Regions from separate parts of the Arabidopsis thaliana genome. Here region 1 is linked to region 2. Evidence: chromatin contacts called from public capture Hi-C data. All regions are on one chromosome and are shown on one strand. The core of a region is the stretch at or near the end of the contact, and the rest is flanking DNA. Distances in the headings are between cores, read along the strand shown. Region 1 holds the start of TCP16 (TCP domain protein 16). Region 2 holds the start of AT3G44980.

The links. Capture Hi-C pulls out chosen DNA fragments and counts their contacts.
Region 1: a capture Hi-C map of seedling shows a contact between it and region 2, with 2.6 times the contacts expected there. A contact is called at or near these places in 4 of 26 Hi-C or Micro-C datasets (callus, root and seed embryo) and 2 of 3 other capture datasets (root and seedling).

What each region holds. Positions count from the first base shown.
Region 1 is chr3:16,526,944-16,533,371 of TAIR10.1, reverse strand. It overlaps TCP16 (TCP domain protein 16), which reads right to left and starts at 2,193. Exons shown (of 1, transcript NM_114384.1): 1 at 1,696-2,193. The coding sequence starts at 2,193. The coding sequence ends at 1,696. LOX2 (lipoxygenase 2) reads right to left here. Exons shown (of 7, transcript NM_114383.3): 3 at 6,252-6,337; 4 at 5,806-5,916; 5 at 5,418-5,719; 6 at 4,998-5,264; 7 at 4,020-4,898. The coding sequence ends at 4,139.
Region 2 is chr3:16,439,203-16,445,631 of TAIR10.1, reverse strand. It overlaps AT3G44980, which reads right to left and starts at 4,609. Exons shown (of 5, transcript NM_114367.1): 1 at 4,601-4,609; 2 at 4,351-4,493; 3 at 3,993-4,071; 4 at 3,723-3,876; 5 at 3,534-3,661. The coding sequence starts at 4,609. The coding sequence ends at 3,534.

The DNA.
Region 1 (6,428 bases), core at 944-3,443, 90 kb before region 2:
CCTAAACAAAAACTGTTGATACTCAAATCATACAATTCATGTAAAGGTTTAAGGAGAAGGACGGATAATCTCTTATAAGACGAATTAGGTTTGGCGAATACAAGATTATACAAGGTGAAGGTACGAGTTTACAAGGACAATCCGAGAAGACAATGTATCCAACTCGTTTGAATAAAGGTGCAAGAATGACGGACAAGGCGTTTGGTTCGAAAGATGTTCGTACGTACTAACGATTAAAAAAAGGCTTCCTAGGAACTCAATGGGGAAACTTGTACGAAGGAGATTACATGTACTCTCTACATATGTGTCAGCGTGAAATTCGGGATCCTTTCTCGACAGTGTTTTTCCGCTTTTATAGGGAAGATATATGCGGTCATGAACTCGGGATGATTTTTCTTTTCTGCTCCCAGCAAATTGACGATACTTAATGGGCTGAGCTTGTGTAACGGACCAAACGCAAGTCTCTTTCTTATGGGCCTAACTATATTTGGGCCGGGCTTTTTGGAATGGGGCGGAACCCATGTCCAACAAAAAAACAGAAAACTAAAGTATTAATATATGTTGCTAAAAGAAATTTTAATTGTTAAGAAAAATCTTGTTATTCATGGAAAAAGAAAATAAGTTTTTCTTCAAATTTTATTAAACATGGTATGATTAAATTTATTTTTATACTATAAACTATATAATCTCTTTTTCTAGCTTAAAGTGAGCTGGAATTTTCTTTAAGAATTTTAAACCATTTTCTTACTCAAGTTTTTTTTTTTAATCTAAATAAAGGTTAAATAGTATTTTTCTCTAAATACATATTAACCAATCTATAAAGTAAAAGAATTTAAGGGAAAACTATTAAAAGTTTATTAAAGTAATTTTTATTTACACAAAAATTAGTTTCTTATTCTTTAGATTTAGTTTTCCTTCCTTTTTTTTTTCTTTTTTTTTCCTTGAGAATCTTGAAAATAATATATATATATATATATTAAAATATATATCTGTGTATTAAGAAATATTAAAATAGATGTATGAAGCTAAATACAGAAACAAATCTTAAATAATTATTGTCCAGCTAAGTGTGAGCTGGAAATTTCTTTAACAGATATAAAACCACATTCTTACTCAATTGTTCCTTTTATTATCTCTTTAATTTATTTATATTATAGTTTTTGATATCCGTTTTTAATTAATGTTTTCATAACCGTTGGAACCTTTAGGTTCGAAAGACAAACGAATTTTGACAAATTAGAAAACGGAAATAAATAACTGTACATAAAAGTTATGTTTCGGTAAATATTATGACAGAATTATTTATTCTAGAATACCAACGAAATTGTTCGTGTCCAAAAAAGAAAAAATGAATCAAATTTGTTGTGAAGAGTTTAATTTAATCCATTGTTGAAATCAAATTCTCTACTAAACTTCAAACATGGACAAACAGTTTTAAATTACATCTATAATTAATTTTAGGTATTATTATTCATCTTAAAAAAACATGAGCATACAAGAAAAAAAGACAAATGGATACCGATCGAACTAAAACAAACCCTAGTTCAACTCTCAAACTGAAAAACATGAAGAGGAAAGAAAAAGCAAACAGAAACGAACTAAAACGTCCAGAACTGAACACTCTTAAATCTCCAATATTTATTTTAAAGACTCCAAATTGGCCTTCTCAGCGACGCCGTCTCCTCCTTCACAAGCTCAAACTGTGGTTGTGGCTGTTGTTGTTGCTGCTGATGTTGTATCACTGGCGGTAGCATTACCATTAAAGGTGGAATTGTAATTATCACTAATAGTACTGTAATTAGTTGAAGGTGCATGATCTGTCATTGTAGAAACCGGAAACACCATCTGACGATGACCAGTATTTACAACCGTACAAGGGAAAACGTTATTACTAATATTATCACCATTAAAGGTGTAACTAGGAAAATTCCTATTTGGCTGGATATCTTCATTGGAGGTGGTGGTGACACCATGTCCCGTGGCTGCGAAAATGGCAGGCTCGGCATTCTGGAGGAGCCAACTGACAGTTTCACCATCGGTTTTAAAGCCGAGTTCTTTTGTCAATCTAAATAGTTGGGGAGCAACACTCGGCGGGATCCGAATGCGACGATCACGGCCACCAATTTTCAAATGGCGGTCTTTTGGAGTCCTTCTTGCCTTTTGGCTGTTGTTAATTCCATTTTTCGAATCCATTTTTCTCTGTTTTTTTTTTCTTTTTCTTTTGTAAATGGAAGTGGAAAATATGTTTGTTTCACTTGGATTATATAGAAACGTTACAGAAAACTCTATTTCTATTTATGTTATGTATGGAAAACAATAATGGTGTAACAAACTAATAATTAAACTAATTGGTAAATAGAAGAAATCTTAAATTTATATAGGTATATTTGAGAATGAAATATTATCATGTAATATAATATGTAGTATAGAAAATATATTTAGTGGACCTGAAAAAAAGAAGTTATATTGGAATAATTAATTGATAGGTCCACTAAAAAAAGGAAAATAAACCTTTCTTCTGGCAGTTTACAGAAATTATTATTTACTGATACAACTGTACAAGTATAGTCCTATTTTATCCTATTTTAATTTTTTTAAAGTTAAGGTTTTAGTTTTTTTCCTTAGAAATTAATGATATTCCAACATTGTTATTTAAAATATTATATTGTTATTTTTAAACTAGGTGTTTGGATAGGAGTTCGCATATTTTTTTTTGGACGGTTAATTTGTTCTTCAGATATTGTCTATTTGTTTATTTATCAAACTATATTTCATTTAGGGTCAAATTCCCCGGACTATCAATTCTGAAAATAGAGATTCAGACTTAAAAATATATATCCAGAAAATTCCCTTAAGCTAACCCATTCGGGATAAAAAGTTTTTGAGGCTTAATCCCACCAGATTCAAGCCGGCCTAAAAAAATTTTAATTTTTTTTTTTACTTTTCTTTTGTTAATATTTTTCTTTAATTGGAATATTTGTTTTTGTTTTTTTTAATAGTATTGAAAACCCTAAACCTAGTTTTTCAATTGTGCCTTACTATAAATCTAAAAAACAAATCTTGGCTCGACTGTCTAGATTAAAATCTTCTGATTTTATATTTTATTTGTTATGAGTTTAAATAAAAAAATTAGATTATTTTTTTTGATTTTAAACCTTTTTTTTTGAAAATAAACTGGCTTTCATGGTTATTTAAATTTCAACTGATTTGTTTTGTTCATATATCCATCTTTCAGAAATATTATAAATTATAAATTTGTTTTTTTCTGGAAAGAAAAACATAAAAAACCTGGAAAAGTCTTGTCCCTGTTATTACCAGATCTTGAAATATAAGTTCAAATTTTTTTATTTCAAAATTTTTACTAACCGAACCAGACTAAATAAAATATATTCGAATTTTCTGGACTTTGTCAGACTGGACTAGTCCAATTGACATGTCTAAACTATTATAATAAATTATTTGTATGTAAGAAAATATATCCAAGTAAAATGATGGGTTACAAGACAGATGGTTTAGAAATAACCTGATATCATATTACCCGACTCTTACACATACTTTGTTTTCTTAAAACGGATAAGAGTTGGATAACATACTGTATATTGTTTGGTCAGCCTTACTGTTTTCATTTCCAAACTGACTTTTCAAATAAAGAACTAAAAAAAAGTCATCACCATCATTTTGAGCATGTTTCTATAACTCAAGCGGAACACTTTTAGAATTCGTCAAATCAAATATATTTTGACTCATTTTAAATCAAATATTCACTTTTACGAGAATAATTAACGAATTCTATCATCATTGAGCTATGATTTCATACGTATACCTTATAATTTAGATTATACTCTAAATTAGTGTGATGTTAAAAATTCAACAAATATTTAACCCTCAAACACTTACCGAGGTACTGTGTAAATGACTTCTTACATACTATTGAGCGTTCGAATTAATTGATCAAATAGAGATTTGCTTTTCAGCTATTTTTTTTTTTTTTGAATTACTAAGAGGTTTTTGGGATTTTCAGCTTTATCTGTTTGAGATTAATATAGGAGACAAAGGAGCATTTGTTTTATTCATTTTATCAAGAAGACAGAGATACAGAAAATTAATGAAAGCATTTTTGAGAAAGAAAATGCATAGATCAAATAGAAATACTATAAGGAACACCCATTCCGGTAACACCATGCTCAGAGGTAGGCTTCAAAAGCTCATACTTAACAACACCAGCTCCAGCTCTATTCTTTAGAGTAATGTTCACGTTTCTCTCATCTATCACTCCTTCTAGATATTGGAGCTTGCCTTTGAATCTTTCAAATGCAGCATTGATAACAGGCTCATTGGCCCAAGATGCTTCTTGTTGTTCTCCAATGTACTCTTCGTCAGGTGAATGTGTTGATAAAAGATCCAACGTGACCATCACTAGGGTCGCCTGTTTCTGCGATGGGTATGTCTTAAGCAACACTTTTTCTGGCGACTCATAGAACTCTTTTAAGGCTTCATCTGTCGGATCTTCCGTTGGCATTCTTATCCTTGTTGTCGTTGGTCGGTTGGGAAAGTATCCTCCATATCCGTACTGTCCAAAGTTTACAGCTGCATGGTGACCTGAGGTGACCCATGCAATCGTAGTTACCACACCAATCAAGTCATCTTGTGTTTTGAGGACAGGCCACCAAGGTTCGTCTTTCTTGTCTCCGTGGCCTATGTTCCGCACTTCACTCCACCATCCTTGGAGTTCCTCGTCCGATGTGATCAGTTCTTCATCAGGATAGTAATGTTTCACATAGTCTGTCACCCATTCTTTAATTGCATCCCACAATATTAGACCATCATTTGCAAATGGATAGTCTGGTATCGTCAGACGTACTCCATGTTCTGCGGTCTTATCTTCCTCAGCCAACCCCCTTATGGCGGAAAATTTTAATGGAAAAAGATTTGATTAGATTTTTAATGTAATTGTGGTTGTAATATTTAAACATATAGGAAAAAAAACACAAACACACCTTTTGATGAGATCCGCGGGTAAGCCTTCCTGGTCAAACCTCCATAGTTTACCATAGACGGCTGAACTTAGCTCTAATGCATACTTCCCGGGCCAGAAACAAGTCTCAATGATTCCACCTCCGTTGACAAGACTTTGGCGTGCACGAGCGTTGATTTCCATGGTGTAGCGGAAATGAGGATGCAAAAGCCTATAAATGGGATGCATGGCACTTAGTTGTCTATTTGCCGCTATTATGTATGGCTCCGTACAGGCATGAGTCCTCAACCTGTAAAATTTATACATCTCTTTCCTAGTTAGTGATATTTCACATGCATGTATAAAGTATTAGGTACCAAAAATTTAAACTACTTTTTCTGTCAAGAAAAAACCATATATGAGAGGATCATCTATTTTGAAATAAAGAGTGTGTTTCCAATACCAATGGGAAATAAGCTGATGATAACCGGCGTCATGAGAGATAGCATGAGTCTTAGCAAGATTCCATAGCCAGCATGACGTAGCATCATAGCCTGGCGTGAAGACTTGTTTCCATTGGGGCTTGTTGATATTTGGTGGACAAGTCAACTCAATGGCAACAGGCCTCAATGTGCTATCATCGCTGAGGAAGAATAGTGTTCTAGAAGCATATAATGTGGTATTGTTTAACTCTCTCACTTTGTTCACATATGGTAGAAGCAAATCATGATAATCCAACACGAACAATCTCTTATTCTTTAGAGCCTGCATACAAATATATAATATAATTCATTAAGCAAATAATCCGTCATATGCGTTTTTTTTTCAAAAACATGTTATTATTAACTTACCTCATCAACTGTCATGTTTCCTTTAACTTCTCTTTCCACAATTTCCCAAGTAATGAGTGAGGTGGGATCACCATAAACGGCCGGGTCTAGTTTGCTTATTAACGGCCACTCCTGGAATTAAATAAATATTATTGACATCCTTAAACCATTTCCAATGATTTAATACATATTTATTTAAATCATCATCATTCTTATACTTCTCCCACAAATGAATTTTAAACTTTATATATTAAGAAAAAGTATACTCTAAAATAAGATTAACAAGTAATGTTACTTCGAGTAGGATTTAGAGTACCGTTGGAGAGGCCCTAACGTTACCTCGGGTTTTTAACTTTAAAACCAGTTTTTATTTTTTTCCAAATGTTTTACTAGCAACAACTTTTAGACATTAAGAGATATTTCTTTATTGGAAAAAACAGAACATAAACTATTAGTATGTAGCTTACTTCAACTAGCTGAATGCTATAAGGATTAAGGCCGGCAAGTGTCTGGCGAGCAAACTCGTCGTCTCGTAACCATGAAAATCTATCCCCTGAATCAATGTGAATGATATTAGAAAGTGAGTTTAGTTGTAGTCTCAACAGTACAGAAAATTGAAATACTAAAATGAGAAAAAGGATAGA
Region 2 (6,429 bases), core at 3,360-5,859:
AATTGTAATACTTTATTTTTTTCACCAATCAAAACCTTAATTTTTTTTTGTTGCTTTTTTTTTCAGTGTCTCTTTACAATTTACTTGTGATATTTGTGCGTTAATCTTCACCCGAATCCTAATCTAAAGCACATATTTTGATCTTTGTAATGGTGCAATGGAGGAAATTGCAAAATAACCTCTAAATCTGATTTTTTTTTTTCCATCATATTTCTCAAAATCTTATTTGGAAGTATCCATACTGAAGAATCGAGCTAGATTTTTTTCTCTTTATGTCAAAAAAGGAAAACAAACATAACCGTTCTCACTTTAAATTGTGACAACTAATAAATGAAAAAGCAAAAAAAGCTGAAAAGATCTAAAATGGGTTAGAACGGTTATGTGCAAGACGTCATCCTCCATGTTTGGTTCCCATTCCCTATAATCTTTTCGGTGATAACCGTTTTGAGTTCTAATTTTAGATGGAACAAAATCTTTTTGATAAAAACAAAATGATGGAACAAAATCTTGGTTTACCATATGCACTTTCAACGTGGATAAGTTTATAAATCTGTTTGGAAATTGGTTATCACGCCAAAACTTTGATAGAATTTCATTAATAAAATTACAAAATAAACTTACTGATGTCTCGATTACCATAAATAAATATTTTGATAAAAAAAACTTCCGGAGATTAAACGATCTAAGAGATTAACTATCGCTCAACAAACAAACAAAAATATACTAAAACTATGTACCTAAATAATTCGATTTCGCAGCAAACAATGTTTACATAGTGTGGTGTACTTAAAATATCACTTCCTTCTCAAAGTAACAAGAAGATATCACTTATGTACCAACATTCTATATAATAAATCGCTTGGAAAAAAATATATTATACATTTAATCAACAAAGATAATATGCTCAACAACGATTCAGTCAAATTCGTAACACAAGATAGTTATGATAGTGGTAACATTACCATGAAATACAGTCTAGACCGTGTTTTTACTGGGGTCAATATTATATGAAACACAAAAACAACAACAAAAAAAACTTTGTGAAGCATTTATATTATCATATATATGTATTTTAGAAATTTTGCTTACAAATATAGGTTAATACAATAAAAAAGAAATGTAATTCCAACTAAGGAAAAAATCCTTAAAAAAACCCATAGTAATTTCAATTTGGACGTTTAAAATTTAACGCCGTTAAATAATTATGTTAACAGTGCGATTTTAATTTTACCAATAATTTAAATACAAAATATTTTATGACCATAAATAATTATATGAGATATTTGTTTTCCAACCAAAAAATATTAAGTATTAAACGTCTAAATTAACATTACTTTAGATTTTTTTAAGGATTTTTTCCTTATAACTAATGCACAAAACGGAAAAACATTTTGGCTTAAAACAGAGATAAAATAAAGGGAGATTTTGAAAACTACCTTCTTTATGAGTTTTTGTTTGAAAAATACATCTTTATCTATTTTCAATTAAGACTATAATGTTTAATATATAAAATGACAATTTTGTCCAAATTTAAAGTAAAAGTTGTATTTTTAATAGATTAAAACTAAATTCGAGATTTTGAAAAAAAAAAAAAATCGAAGTCTGATATTTTTCTCATAAATCTTTTGAAATAAAGACATGGTGGTAGAATGTTATAATATACGTGTCTAAACATATATTTACGTTGACGAACACGTTACGATGCTACAAAAAGTTCTTCAAGCCTTACATATTTCATCATAATAACATATATTTACATTTTTACATGGATGTACATGTTATGATGCTACAGAAAGCTCCTAATAGTTCTAAACATAATATTATTTGTTTTATTTATGTGTTATTGATTAGAAATGGAGTATTCAAAAACCAATATAAAACATAAAGCAGAAAACGAAAGAGATTACGAGAGCTTGAACCAGAACACAACAATTGTTTGATGCATGAAAGTCAATTTGGGCATTTAAACACATGTATTGATTGATTGCAAAAATATAACTATTGACCCACAAACTTTATTTAGTGAAGATGTAAGTAAATTTTTTTTACGTAAACTAACTTATATATTTTCAGTGTCACTGTTAAGAAAATAATTAGAAAAGTGTCCATTTCACAGTAATTGATTGCCGTTTGTTGGAGCTCTGGATTAGCCATCATTAATAATATATGTAAACGTTAACGTTAATGGCATATATATACAAAGTTCACTATAGTGCAGTGGTTACGAGTTGCGACAGTTTTAGAACGCTAATTGTAATTATTTTGAATCTTGCTTCCTGGCTAAATTTTATCTTTGATTTTTATTTCAAATTGGACTATAAAAAATATTCTTTTTTACAACAAACAGAATCATATATTGTTTTAAAAATATATATTTGTAAGGACGATTTATTTTAAAAATTATTTAAGATAAGAATTATCTTTAAAATTTCATTAATGGATTTTTATGTTTTAAGTATAATTCTTTTTAATTATTACTAAATTTTAATAAGGCTATTTTAGTAATTTAATATATTCAAAAACAATTTTTAAAAGAAAAAACAATAGGGTATTTTTCCAAGGAAAACTCATAGAGAAGGTACTTTCCCAAATGTACTCTAAAATAAATCATAAGCCTCAGTTAAAAAACAAGAGTCCTCAAATTTTGAGGGTCAACTGGAGTGCAAACACATGTTGATGGGATCAACTATGGGAATTCAGCCATTTGATCTAGCTTATTCTTTAATATCAATGACGAAAAGTTAAAATTTAAAATTTTATTGTTGTTATTTGACCCCATGCACATCTACGTAGTTCTGCTCCTGAATAGAGTAGTAAATATAGGTTTGGGAATATATCTGAAATTGGCCATGGCTTCGATTAGTTGTGCTAAAATTAGAACACAAAATCTACAAAGTACATTATCATCTTGCACCGATAAATTGATATAACGCTACAAAACAATAATACATAATCAATTCTATTTCTCCTTTCTCTCTATAAGTTACAAATAAAAATAACAATAGTATTAATCCAAAACATCAATTTTTATGAAACAAGAAAATACCCACAACATCAATCGTCACAGAACAAAGAGAGTATAATAGGTGTAAACAAATATTAGTTTTGAAACCAATTAGCCAAAGTATTCTCAATCAGATCATCTAACACGAAAGAGAGTATAATATGTGTAAACCAATTTGTCAAACAAATCACAAGATTTATAACTAAATAAAGTAAAACTCAGTATATTCGCAATTAACAAAGAAATACTCCATTCAGAACATACAAAGTAAGGGACTCGTAGATAGCCCTATATATTACAGACACTCTACGAGTCATGTGAGATGGGCTCAAAGCCCGTTAACGTCACACATACATTACAACCGATATACATATACTCTAACCATAATCAACCACGTAATTCCAACCTAATAAAAGAAATAACAAAGATTAATTTAGGGTTTGTTCGCACTTTCAATATAAGTTTATTCAATATATGCATTTTTAAAAGTAAAGATATTTATTTCATCTTTTTGAAGAAAAATTGGATATTAGTACCCATTCAACTCTCTGACACTATTATCGAAGAAGCTATCTCTTATTTCTTCTCCGACGCCGGTAGAGCTGAAGCTCGCCGGCGTAGGAACCTCTCTCTCATATCTCGAGCTGTCTCGTTTACCTTCCATCTAAAGCTTCATTTCCATCTAATTTTTCTCTTTTGCAATCCTTTTAATCCAAACCTATCGAGCTTTTCTCTGCTATTGAATCCCCTCTTTGAAGCAGTGCTCTCCGACGGAGTTCATTCTCTGCCCACACCTTGCGATTCAAAGACAACAGTGGATGAATCTTTCGACTCCACTTGGGCTCAATTTTTCCATTCTGAGACTTGTCTCCCTCGCCATATCGTCACTAGATCCGCGGGACCTCTTTGCTCCCCAAGTCTTCTCTATCGATCTGTTGCAAAACCATCAGCAGTGGTTTCATCCTCCGCACCGGATCCTCTTGCTCACCTTGACTCTTGCTATATTACAGATGTCTGCTGCAATGGCGCGATCTGTATCTCTCCACCGTAGCCGCCGCGCTTCCAACCTTTAATCTGATTTGTCCATCGATTGATTTCAATTTTTTTTACGTATAGGTTGAGTACAATTTTAACGATGTTACCAAATGTCGTTAGCTTAATTGGTAAAGACTCTAGGCGAAGCTTAAAGGTCTCCGGTTCGAGTGACGCTCGGGACAAAACTAGTATTATATATGATGTGGTTTCGGGTCTGGGGGGATTACGGGGTTCGGCCCAAAACCTCCTGGTATTCAAAAAAAAGTAATTTTTTTTTGTTTTTTAACAATGTTATAGAGATATAACCAAACCTTTTCAAAGACGTGTAGTCGATCGAATCTTTATATGAGTTTGGGGATGAGAGAAAAAAATCCGTTTCCTCAATTTTACGAGCAAATTGATACATCTTATTAGCAATCGATGCAAGGGTTGATTTTTTGCCCGACGATCCCAGCTACGGTAACTCTTCAATAATTTTTTATTATCAAATTTTGTAAAAATGTAGTTACTAATTCTTCTAGAAAAGAGATGAATAATTTCAGGTTGCTAACAGAGACGCACCTCCGCCATCTTGGAATTTGTTTTTGTCTTTTGGATCTGATGTGGAAGTAGAATGAGGTTCGTCGCCACCAAAATTCAAATGTGAAAACAGAATAAGAAAGTTCGTGCCCTAAATTTATGAACGATTAATGTTTTTATCAGAATATGTAAAGATCTGATTCATATTTACAAAATTGTGTTTAGACTCGAAGTTTAGCAACATGTGTTTCTTGACCATCTCATGTTGACCGGTTGAAGTTTAGCAACAAGTTTATATATGAATGACAATCATTAATTAAAAGTAAAAGGTACATTTTTCTTTGACTAATATTTACTTGTGTATGGGCACTCACATCATTATATATCATTTAGTCATTCTTAAAATATCCACTTTGTGTTTGGAAACATTCAACCAAATTTATAATGAACATTGTATTATGGACAAACATCATTGTCACAACACGAGACAAGATAATGAGATCTTCAATTCCTCAAACAATAGTAACCACATTATTTCTCTACCCAATCATATCATGAATCTTCACAAGCATAGATAGTTAATCGTAGAGAATCATATATAGACTCTATGCTTATCACATTTAACTCTTGTCTATATAACTCATACTTCAAGATATGGAAGGAAATTGGTCATGAGTGTGGTCGCTATATTCTCTAGCTACTTTGTATGCCTTCATCTCGGTTTTTCACCATCTACATCTTCTCTAATTAAGGCCACAAAATGTTGATCAAGCAAACAACTTATCATCGTGAGATTATGCCCTTGAGGACATGTGTATCACTTTTTTCTATAATTCCAGAAATTCTTATACAAACACATATTTAATGTCCACGCGCTAATGACCATATGGTCATATTCTCATGGCATCAACCTATTGTCTTGAAGATAAAATATCTCTACAAATTGAAAGAAAAATCAACAAATAATGTATCTAGTATAAATTGTCTATTTAAACTTGTCCAATCGCTTTTTATATTTGCATACACGATCCATCGTAAAACATTTTTTGAGAATATAATACAATCTTGTTAAAACATGCAAATGGTTCATACGAGTTGTTAAACCATAAAGCCAAATTACTAAATTTAAATTAACACCATTTTAAAACAATTGGGCGAATCTAGACATTCTTTTCTAAAAGGCATAGAATTCGACATCAACCTTAGAGACAATTAAAAGTGTTGCATTTTATTTTGACAATAGTCTGTCCAATTTTCACGAAATAAATAATTGATAAATTTCTTAAAGAAATTATTAGCATATTTTAAGTTAAGGAATTTTTCACTAAATAAATAATTGATAAATTTTCTTACTATCCATTTTTAGTTGAGGGGTCTTATTATTACTAAAAAACCTTTTATATTTTCAATGCATAGTTTTTTTTTTATAAAGTATAATTTTATCTCTATTATGTTAATGTATCATCGGGTAAAGAAAATGATACAATACCTTGATGAAGGATACAAACGATTTTTTAAAAAAATGTATGAAGAAACTTTAAACGATATGAAATCTGAAACAAGAGAATATAATAATTCATGATATTTAAATAAGTGTCTTCTATAGTCATGTAAATTTGTTATCTGCGGTCAGACCCTCATTTGTTCACTACAAGAAAATTAGAAACACTTGTTCTTGCTTTGGCTCGCTGCAAATAATAAGCTTACCACTGGTGAGTGTATATCATATTGGAACAAGTGATTAAATCCATTGTGTGTTTCTTGTCAATCTTCGATGGAGACTTGGGAGCACTTATTCTTCACTTGTACATTCTCTTCACGTGTTTGGCAGGTGCTAATTCGTCGACTACTTCAAAGGAGTTACACAAACA